4 separate regions of the Mus musculus genome follow, and all the other regions are linked to region 4. A link is a contact called in public promoter capture Hi-C data. All regions are on one chromosome and are shown on one strand. Each heading gives the region's core, a stretch centred on a gene start, on an enhancer-like site or on the middle of the called end of the contact. The rest is flanking DNA. Distances are from core to core; before and after follow the strand shown.

What was found. Promoter capture Hi-C pulls out the DNA fragments that hold promoters and counts their contacts.
Region 1: a contact with region 4 is called in a promoter capture Hi-C map of pre-B cells, with 9 times the contacts expected there. The contact joins the promoter of 1700003G18Rik here to the promoter of Gde1 in region 4. A contact is called at or near these places in 2 of 39 promoter capture datasets (liver and pre-B cells) and 1 of 9 other capture datasets (liver).
Region 2: a promoter capture Hi-C map of pre-B cells shows a contact between it and region 4, with 3 times the contacts expected there. The contact joins the promoter of Mettl9 here to the promoter of Gde1 in region 4. A contact is called at or near these places in 5 of 39 promoter capture datasets (the C10 cell line, hippocampal neurons, liver and 2 more), 1 of 484 Hi-C or Micro-C datasets (CD8 T cells) and 1 of 9 other capture datasets (liver).
Region 3: a contact with region 4 is called in a promoter capture Hi-C map of pre-B cells, with 5 times the contacts expected there. The contact joins the promoter of Nucb2 here to the promoter of Gde1 in region 4. A contact is called at or near these places in 2 of 39 promoter capture datasets (neutrophils and pre-B cells) and 1 of 115 datasets of contacts at active chromatin or transcription factors (astrocytes).

Annotation. Positions count from the first base shown.
Region 1 is chr7:116,091,812-116,094,511 of GRCm38.p6, reverse strand. 1700003G18Rik (RIKEN cDNA 1700003G18 gene) reads left to right here and starts at 1,363. Exons shown (of 4, transcript NR_029433.1): 1 at 1,363-1,450. It overlaps 1110004F10Rik (RIKEN cDNA 1110004F10 gene), which reads right to left and starts at 1,132. Exons shown (of 5, transcript NM_019772.2): 1 at 987-1,132. The coding sequence starts at 1,049.
Region 2 is chr7:121,033,195-121,035,894 of GRCm38.p6, reverse strand. It overlaps Mettl9 (methyltransferase like 9), which reads right to left and starts at 1,450. Exons shown (of 5, transcript NM_021554.2): 1 at 920-1,450. The coding sequence starts at 1,084.
Region 3 is chr7:116,503,094-116,505,793 of GRCm38.p6, reverse strand. Nucb2 (nucleobindin 2) reads right to left here and starts at 1,425. Exons shown (of 14, transcript NM_001130479.2): 1 at 1,310-1,425.
Region 4 is chr7:118,704,449-118,707,148 of GRCm38.p6, reverse strand. Gde1 (glycerophosphodiester phosphodiesterase 1) reads left to right here and starts at 1,411. Exons shown (of 6, transcript NM_019580.4): 1 at 1,411-1,759. The coding sequence starts at 1,499.

The DNA.
Region 1 (2,700 bases), core at 114-2,613, 2.6 Mb after region 4:
ATTACAATTCTGGTCCACACCCCATCTTCCAACCAAAGGAGTGTGGTTCTTAGTATTCTCTCATTAACTACAAAATAATTCAGGGAACCTTTTATGGCTCACAAAGGACTTATGAAAGATGTCAAACTGCACTAAAAGTTACAATTCTGAAGCTGACAGTGTATGAATAAGCGAGACCAGCTTTCATCTGTCTCAAAGATGACTTCCTCATGTCCCCTTCCCACCAACTTCCCCATCAATGTTTCCAAGGGATTTCATTATAGAAGAACCTAATTTTACAAGTTACCTGCAGTTTCTAAACACTATGCTAGAGCTAAGACAAATATAAGCATCCTCTTTATTAATCTTCAATTCCAGTATCTGGCATTGTAGTCAGTACTGAACAGGTTAATAAGGGACAGTTTATTATTTAAACTGATGAGCTGAAGGCATGAGAGGGCAGGAAAAAGGTATCTGACATCAAAATGCGCTTCTGGGTCTCACTCCCTCTGACCTCGCCATTATTCCATCCCCAAACTGTCTACCACAATCTTCGGCTTAATATTGGTCTCTGTTTATTAAGAATGGTGTAGTTAGGGCAGCAATTACCAGTACACTGCAAAAAAGGATTCGGGCTGGAAAATTTGTCCAAATGTGACTGAACATTTCGCGATTGCCAGAGGAGCGTTTTAGACCAATGTCAGGACTATGACATATCTATCCTGAAATGACTAAGAAATGAGCTTCACCGGTTTCCCAAAACGCAAAGACATCTCGATTAAGCTCTTTTTCCTTTTCGACCCTTCTCAGGATTTCCTTCCTCAACCCCCGTTCCTACGCAGGTCTCTGTATCTCAGCTCAGGGCCTCTTCAATCCTTCAGATTCTAGTAGGAAAAGGAAGACATCCCTCGTTGCGCCCCCTTCCTTCGGGCGCTTCTTCCTCCATCCACCCTTCCCGGCCTACCCCAGCCTTCACTAGGCCTCAACCCTCATCCATTGTTATTTACATCGTCGTCGGGGGAGGCTGAACGTTTCACCCCGTGCGGGTGAGACTCCCGGGCAGCACTCATCGTAGCTGGGATCCTGACGGGGATATGCCAAACACACTCGCAGTTCTCCTCAAACGCGACACCAGCAGCCCTCACCCAGCCGCCGGACCAAGCAGCGCCACTCCAGAACGCAGAGCCCCCTCCGGCCCTTCACCGCTACAGTCGTCACTGCTGCGGCCGCTCGTCACCCTGGAGCACACCGGGAGTTGTAGTTTTTTTGGACTCACTCTTTACTGGCCTGACTAAGCCGTCTTCAGTGACTTAAACTACATTTCCCAGGAGGCCGAGCGAAGCATCTCGCGCGGCGTGGCGGGAGAGCCCTCGGAGGCTACGCTTTCTTCGGCGTGTAGAGGGAGCTTTCCCGTGGATGGGTATGGTGGTGATCGTTGGCGGAGAGCTTCGTTGCCACAGACAGACCTAGAGTGGGTTTTCGCCTTTTTGTGTGTGTGAGGTTCTGCCCTGTTAGTAAACACATTCATCATAGTTAAACACATAGACTTAAGTGTAATGTTTGAGGCTTTTTGAATACAAGTTCTCGGCCCAAGACAAAAACCTAAAACATGGCTTCTTCCCCCAGCCTAATGTGTGGTCTCTACTGCTCACACGGGATATTCTAACGTCTTCATTCTCTTCCTTTCCTTCCTTCCTTTCTTTTCTTACTGAATAGAGTTCAGTGTGAAGCTGAAGGCTTGTTAATTGGCTGTTTTGTTTTTCGTTTTTTTTCTAAACAGCTCCACCCCTCAGGAATTGTGGACCGTTTTCCACTGGGCTTAGTGTATTCTAGATAAGAGTGACCCAACTCTCTGATCCCTTTTTAAGGTAGATATTATTTGAAACTTCATCGACTGAAGTCTGTCTGCCAAAAAAAAATCCTGTATCTTTATTATTTTTCTTGGGGTGGGGGTGGGGGGTAAGTTTCCTATATAATAAACCCCTTTAAAGTTACAATACAGTAGCAGTCTCAACCTGTTTCAACTGTCTCCTCAGTCTAGTTGCAAGAGACCACCCCCACCCCGCCCCCTTAGGATGGATACATTCGCTGCCCTTCCCATTTGCAATCTTGTTTCTAGTTCCCTTTTCCTCATTTCCCTGCTCCCTTTCCAGCCCCAACTAAGCTTCCTGCAAGATCTTGTAGTCCAGTGTTCAGATACTGAAGATAAACTTCTGTATGTTATAGCTGAATTTGCATCCACAGGTGAACCTGACATACTGTCAGGATGACTTTCTTGCCCTTACTCATTCTGAAGACTTCCAGCCTTGATTTTTAAAAAGATTTTTTTTTCAAGTATAAACAAATAGTATGACAACAGTACATGGCTAGTCTTAAGTCCCCATACCGAGTGGTCTATGAGACACCTGTCAGTGTCTGTGCTCAGCAGTTACTCTAGTTGAACTACATTTCAGATGACGATGAACCACTGATAGAACTGTGCCCAAAGTGAAACCTGACTATGCCTGTGAACCTAGTGTCTGGGAGGTGGTGAAGGAAGATAAGAAATTCAAGATCATCCTCTTCTAAGTAATGTGTGGTTTGTCAGCCGAGTCTATAGTAAGACCTCCTCTCAAAATAAAAATAAAAAATAAAAATAAAATAAAAACAGTACCCCACCCCCCGCCCCTATCCCAAACATCAGGACTTAGAGCTATGCACACAGGGAAGACAGTTTCTTAA
Region 2 (2,700 bases), core at 201-2,700, 2.3 Mb before region 4:
ATACTAAACTCAGGCTTTTAGAAAAAGCGCAAAGTTTGTCTAAATTCAAAGGCTTCTCTTCTGTGACTGCAAGGTTAACCACAAACTACTTACGGTCAAATGCAAACTACCTCCCTCTTAATTCAACAGCTGACCCATGCATGTTTCTTTAAGTGGTACAAATAGCTAATGAAAAGACCATCCAACCCCATCCAACCGGTAGAACCCCCACGGCTCACAATCCATTCATTAGCTACAAGAATTCACTGCTGAACAGTTCAGATTTTTTAAACCTCTCCGTTTAAAGCTTGCATCATCTTCCTCCTCATCCCAACCTCTCTGGTCAGCTCACTAAACCCAAGTTGAAAGGACACGTCTCATAGGCAGAGGGGGAGGAGAGTTCCTAGGCTGGGAGCCCAGACCTGTCAAACACATTTTTTTAAGTGCTTCGGGGAAATGTCAGCCGAAATGTTCACGAGGCCCAGTTTAATGTCTTTAGAACCCTTTGTATATCCAGAGATTCGGCCAGACAAAAAGAGACCGGCTTTCGGTTTTGTCCCTCGGGGGGGTAGAGGAAGGCTGGCTGGGTGAGAGCTGGGGCAGTTTTCTGCTCAGGCCCCAGTGCCAGTTGGGTGGCCCTACCCAAAGTTGCTCGGGTCCTGAGGGCGGACGCGGACGCCGCCGCCGGCCTGGGAACAATGCGGGGCTTCGGGGCGCCCACGCTGGGGCCCGGGGAGCCAGGCAGCAAAGGCTGTCCCCCGCCCGCGCCGCCGAACAAAAGGCGCCGTGGGGCCAGCGCCCGGGCCGGGAAAAGTTTGTGAGAGGCCGGGGCCGAGGCCCGAGCGCGCCGCCCCGCACAATGGCCCGGCCGAGCGCGGGAAGGCCGAGCGCCCCGCCGCGCCGCGCCACGCCCCCGCTCCGCAGGGCTGCGGCCCAGTACCTGGTGCGTGTCCTTCCCGCCGCCCGCGGCCGCCGCTGGCCCGCCGGGGCCGCTAGTCATGTTCACGTACAGGGAGCGGGAGAGCGGGCTCCGCAGCGTCCACATCCTCCGCGCCAGCCACACGGACGCCAGGCTCAGGCACAGCCAGCCCGCCAACAGTCTCATCGGGGGGCCGCGGCCGCCAGCTCGGATCACCGCCGGGCCCAAGCCCAGGAGGAGGAGGAGGAGGAGCCGCCGCCTCCGGCCACCGTCGTCGCCGCCGGAGCTCGAGCCATCGCCGCCAAGTCGCCCGTGCAGCCCCCTTCGGGGCCGAGGCAGAGGGAGGGGGAGATGGCGCGGGAGGGGGGGCGGGGGAGGAGCGGCAGGCGCGCGGCCTTCTCACGTCCCCCGCGGCCCTTCCCAGCCCGGAACGCCAACGACTCCAGGTCGTGTTTCCACCCGGTGCACGTACAAACGCAGGAGGGGCGTCCTCCCTGCCCAATGAGCGGAGACCGGGAGGCCCGGGAGTTGGGAGAGAGGGCGTGCACGTCCTCCGTGGCGCCGCCTGGACTCATAATGGCGGAAGATCCGGGGGAGACTTCCTAAAGGGGCTACTAGAGTCTGGCCCCTCCGAGGAGGGGTCTGCAGGACTTCCGGGCTTGTCTTGCCTTAGTAACTACCCTGTGGGCCCCTCGATTACACCTTTGACCTAATTGTTCCCATTGACACAGACCCAGGTTTATTCGATAGACCCGCGCTGCCCTTCTTGCTACAGTCTTGACCGTCTATTTAATAATTTCCATCTGGGGTCAGCGAACCTGACTCCCAACTCCAAAAGCCACCCGATAGCTGCAAAGCAGAGAATCGAGGGGGAAAGAATCCCACCGCCACTCCCAGTCCCGGTGTTCCCAAGCCTGAGAAGCGGCTGTCACAGGTCTAGTGAAGCCCTCATGAGTGAAAGCTCTGCCTTTGTTGGAAACTGTTGCTCCTGGAGCACTCAACGAAATGTGATGGAAAATAGCATCTGCTGGACAACGAAGGCCACAAGTTAGTCCTGGCTGCCATGTTTCCTTGCAAGTTAGTCCTGGCTGCCATGTTTTCTCAAGCTGATAGAAGTTGGACCAGACATTCTTAAAATGTGCTCGGTCTGGGGAGATTTAGCCAGATATTTCTTAGATCATTTATAGCAGGAAGAAGCCCAATGTTTCTAAAATGAGGGTCATGAGATGTCGTTGTGTCTCAACTGTTGCTACTAAGCTACAGCATATTTCCTAGCCCAGCTACTCACACCTTCCTAGGTTTGTTAGAATATGCTTTTCATTTGACAGCGACAGATTCTGTACATTAATTTTAAATTAATTATAAAACAAATTTATCTTTACGTTAATTTCATCACACTACACTGAAGAGATTTCCGTTTATGAAATAATGACCCCTGGATGAGAAATGGCATTCCTTATCACAAACTCCTTAGGTGTTAAAGTATCTATTTACCATCTTTCGTTAATAAGAATATTTTGTTACCTAATGTGCATAGAATATAACAAAATACTTTGTCTTCTCTCATTCTGGTATATTCCCTGACATCTCTCCAAGTTGGGTGTTAAACCCAAGACTATACCTTACTAAATTGAGCTCAACTTTCTAGAAGTACTGGTCCAACATACTTAAAAGAAGCTATAATAGTGAATGTAAATGACTGTATTATGTCCCCTCTTTGAGTTCCAATAAAGCTCTTCTGTATCAAACCAGAGTCTTCACCTTTTTAAGTAAAGAGGAGATACAACAAGAGTGCATAAACG
Region 3 (2,700 bases), core at 176-2,675, 2.2 Mb after region 4:
CCTGTGCTCACCTAATAACTAGAGTGATACTATCTGAGATTTCATTTGTAATCCTAAATTTCCATTATTTTAATGTGCAACCCTGTTAATTGTGTTAACCAAGGAACATGTGTTGGAACATGGACCATTATTTGTTGAATTTGAGTTTTATAGAACCATAACACAGCTTATGTGAGGGAAAACTCCTGATACAATTTCTAAGATAAAATAATCTGAGCATTACTCAAGTCCAGTTTCTTAACAAAACCAGCCAGGGAAGACCTTAAGAAGCAATTTAAATAGCCAAAGGCTCCCTGGTCCAAATGCCTGGTAGAATACTATCACCTCTTGACAATTCTTTGGGACAATCATCTCAACATTTTAAGCTTTCCTGTAGGGAAATCCCAAAATTAACTGTAACTCACTATAACAAATATTTTCATTTAAGCCCCGTATCCTCCTGCCTCAGGCTCCCCTAACAGCTGATATTGTGTGAGTCACCACTTTCCTGCCTTTTGTCAAAATCAGGATGATTGGGGAGGGGGATAAAATGTATATTATTTATCCACAGTTTCTTAAATAAGAAACTTAGATGATAGCACTCGGCATTCAATTGTGTAAAAGGTACATTAACCCGTGTAAAAGGTATAAATTATCAGAACAAGGGTTCCTGTTCATTTTCATTCTCTTCCCCTCCACCCCTTTCTGATTTTGCAAAATAACTGTCTGGTAAGACTGCTGTCTGTATCAACCACAATAACCACACCAGCCCACGGAGGTAACATTCAGCAGGTGCAACAAGAAAGTAACATCTTTCTCTTCCCCCTAAATCAAAATGTATCCTCTTTCACCTAATTTGTCACTTTGGGGCAAACGATACTACAGCTGGCAGGAACTTTCTCCTTAGTGGCAGATGCTGGTTTCACATACCCCGGGGAAGAGCTGTGTTCCTGGGCCTAGCTTTGCTCCACAACTGGAGGGGGGCGGGGGGGCGCGGAGCATCAGCCGGGAATCGATAGGTCCAGAGACCTCACCAGTGGGCGAGCCCCTCGCCCACGTACCCCGCCCCAGTCTGGGTCCAGCACCTACTCTGCCTGCTCGTGCTACCCACCCGGAAGAAAAGCTCAAGCGCTCTGTAGCTAGAAGAGTGGTGGAGTGGACCCGACGCCTCCGGCTTCAGCTGGGAGACCCTCCCCAACCTTGCCCGCCCAGAACTCGGCCCTCCATGCCCACAACCATGGGCAGGGCAAGAACAGACCTGCGCCCTCTCTTCTGTGACCCGTCCAGCCTCCTCGAGGCTGGGATCTACACCCTGCTCCGCGCCACTGACCTTCTCTGCAGGGTCCCGGCGCGCGAGGCTAAGCCGACTGATGCCCGCCGCGAGCACACCAGTTTTCCCTGCCCACGGCCCTCCGCCTTGCTCTGATCCACAGCCTAATGCGTGCCCGCCTCCTGGTTGCCATGGTGACTGCCTCCTCCCCCCACAGCCGCTAATTGGTCCAGCTCCGGATCGCGGAGGACTCCTATTGGTGAACTGGTCCAGGGACGCGCCTACGCGAAGGCGCTTCTGGAAGAACTAGCCAAGAGGGACGTGGCGCTCTCCGAAGCGTGAGGAAGCCGCGCCTCTTCCTTCCCTTGCTGTCTTAGACTAGCTCTTAGTGCATGGCTTAGTAGGGTGAAGTGATGCCCGGGGATCCCCCACAAAATCTTAGGGTTTGCCAGGTTCTTGGTCTCTGGCATGAGCCTGCAGCGCCCACAGTGGTGGAGAAAAAAGTGGTAGCCCTCTTGTGAGTCTTGGAGAGCCTCTTTCCTGCAGGGACTCAGACTGGTATTTAACGTACCCCCACCCTCCTTATCGTGGTCCCTGAGTCCCTGTGACTTAATAGCATTTACCTCTCAGATACAGATTTTTCTTCTCTCTGCCCCGTGGAGTCAAGACATCTTCAACACATTTAACATTAACAACATTTTAACCGTGGGGCATTTTGTACGTGCTTGGAGGGTAGAAAAGCTTTAGAGCCTTGGAGCTGGTTTTGAAGCGTGAGTGCCAGTTACTCGCACCTGACTGATTTTTAGGGTGTTTTGTTTTGTTTTGTTTTGTTTTGTTTTGTTTTTCAACCCAAAGAAAAAGGTCCTAGGTTGTGTACTGACTGGCTGGTCTCCTTGCTGCAACGAAAAATACTAAGAAAAGCAGTTAAAGAAGGAAGAGGGGTTTGGTTTGGTTTGGTTTGGTTTGGTTTGGTTTGGTTTGGTTTGGTTTGGTTTTGGGGTTTTGCTTGTTTGTTTTGCTCACAGTTTAAGGGTGTGCTTCAGTACAGCAGTAGAAGAAGCTTGAGGCAGCTGGCACAAGGTATCAGGAAGCAGAGAGAGACACACGAATGCTGGCACTTAGCACTCTCGCTCGCTCGCTCTCTGTCTCATTCTCTCTATCTCTAGTTGGTTGAATCTACAAACGAAGAACCCACAGATCCAGGGGAGGGTAGACTGCAATGGAAACCACTGTTAGCAAGACACAACGTGGGTTAATGGCTGTGTGCACCATTAGAGATCAGACTTCTCTCTTGCAACACTCAACTTTTCTAACCCATCCTAAAGAAGGTATCAGAGCACTATGCTTCCATTTCCTTGTGTATAAAATGGGGTCAGTAACAGCCACACACACACACACACACACACACACACACACACACACACACTTACAGTCTATAAAAAAGAGTCAGT
Region 4 (2,700 bases), core at 162-2,661:
TCTCTCTCTCTCTCTCTCTCTCTCTCTCTCTCTCTCTCTTAATAAAATGTTATATACCATGCCCACAGTGGCCAGAGAAGGGTGTTAGAGCCTCTGGAATTAAATGAGTTACCATATGTAGGCTGGGGATTGAACTCAGTTCCTCTGGAAGAGCAGCCAGTACTCCCAATCATTGAGTCAGCTCTCCAGCCCAATAAATGAGATTTAAGGTGGCTTTCTGGGCACACTGAGAAGAGCCACAATCCTTAAGATAAAACCATGATTCACAAAGGTCCCACAAGGAGGTGAACGCATCTTTACTGTCAACGAGATTCCTAGCAAATTGCAGGCTTGCAGATGGAAAAGGAGAAAAGCCATATATTAGACCTTTAGATTTGTTGCTATTTGAACATTCTAACTTGAAGCATCTCCATATAAAAGGAATGTGGGCTACCCATGCAGGAATTCTTGATGCTTAAAGTCAAGAGGCTTTAACCACACTTCTAGTAAGAGCTCTTTTTCCTTCCCACGGTCCCTTAATTTTCCTTGTCTTGTTATCGTGCTCAATACTACTTCCCGCAAGGGGAAGGTACTTTCACTAAATGCAGACATGTGTCCTGGTGGAAACAGCCCTTGCAAGAATGAAGATATTCCAAAGAGACATTTGTAAGTCACCCTTCTTGATATTATTTTGAGGCATGGACCGCAGGAAATTGGAATTTCCTTAGGAGTCTGATTTTGAGAGAAGGAAAGGGCTTAGAGCCTGTGTCCAGCCTGGAAAAAAATGTATCTTTTCTGTAAGTTCAAAGGGTTCTGAAGGTCCCGGACCTTTCTGAACAGACTGGAACTAAGTGGTCAATGATGGGCGGGGCTTCTTAGCCAAGCATGCCTCTTGCCCTCTATTTAAACCTAAACCTCCCGTCAGAACCCTGAAAACGGACTTGTGGGTGTGCTTTACTAGATTTCTTCCCGGTGTGTCCATTTCTCTGCTTTTTACTTTTTTTTTTGTTTGGTTCATGGAGCGTAACTTATTACAGCTCCAGGGTAAGCCTGGCTCATTACAGGCCCTGTCTCTGACCCAGAAGAACTCTGGAAACACTACTGGCACATTTTGAATAAGCAGGTTAAACATCCTGTTCCTTTTAAAGTCAAAGCCTTTAGTTTCCTCGAGGTCAGATACAAGGTCACTAAGAAACTTTGACCGTGTCACCCTCCTTCCACTAAGTCTGAAGGACAGGGTCTAAGTCTTGTCCTCACTTTACATAACCCGAAGCGCCCTTGGAACCCAGGCCTGGGGCAAGGGCCTGCTCCTGTTGCCATGACAGCGGTTCCGGCCCCCCAACGCCGAAGCTCCGGGACTCTGATTGGCTGGAGGGCGGGCTCTTTCTCGAGATGGGTCCGTCGGCGCCATTGTGCAGCGCTGCTCCCAGCGGAGGGTTCCGGCTGTGGCCAGTACCTCGGCGTCTACGCGTCGCCCGGCAGGTCCGGGGCTCCGGTCCGTGCCGGTGCAGGCGCCGGCATGTGGCTGTGGGAGGACCAGGGCGGCCTCCTGGGCCCCTTCTCCTTCGTGCTGGTGCTGCTGCTGGTGGTGACACGCAGCCCCTTCAACGCCTGCGTGCTCACCGGCAGCCTCTACATCCTGCTGCGGTTCTTCAGCTTCGAGCCGGTGCCGTCCCGCCGGGCCCTGCAGGTGCTCAAGCCCCGTGACCGCGTGTCCGCCATCGCCCATCGCGGCGGCAGCCACGACGCGCCCGAGAACACGCTGGCGGCCATCCGGCAGGTGAGCCCCGCGCACGCCTCGGGCCTGCTCCGCCGCTGACATCTCTTCTTCTCCTCCCGGCTCCGCATCCCTCCCCACTTCAGCTATTTCTAGAATTCCGCGGGTAATTGTAAGACTTGGTATGTGCCAGACGCTGGGATGGCAGCCAGGCACGACTCCTTTGACAGGGCTTTCATCTGGGTTGGGAGAGATAACATATGAGGCTACTTTAGGGTGGGGCAGTGCATTATGTAGCAGTAGTTTTCTATGAACTAGATATTTGTGAACTGTGAACTAGAATTACAAGGTTGGAATCAGTGGGAAGTGTTCCAGGATGCCGATGGCAAGTGCAAAGGGCCTGAGGTGAGGTTTATGTTGGAGTGGTAAGGTAGCAACACAACACAACAGGCTTATATGTGGTGCTGGCTTCGAGGAGCAGAACAAACTCTAGTGTATGGATGAATTAAGATATGAACTAGGTCAAATGGGTTCTTGTTAGTAAATGGGATTTCTCTCTTTTTTTCGAGACAGGGTTTCTCTGTAGTCCACTCCTTGAACTTATCAGACTGGCCTCAACTCAGATCCACCTGCCTGGTGGGGTTAAAGTGCTGGGACTAAAGACACCCACCACCACCAACTAGCAAGATATTCTTAATCACCCTTATCACAGGGTGTATTTCTGTCCTCTGTATTACTTGGATATTATCTTTATGGCCTCTTTCCAAATACACCTTCATCATAGTCGTCAACCCTGGCAGCCAGACTCCTCTGTCAATATTTGCTTCCCCTTTCCATAAGGCACCCAGGAGAATTTTAATAGCCCTTTGCCCTTGGAAGCCTTCTGTTTTCAGATTAATGTCAGCTTGTATGGCAAGAGCATTTCAGTGGATTATGGACTTCAGTGCACTACAGTCAGCCTTCATACGTGTTGGCCTTGCATCTGTGGGTTTAATTGTAGATCA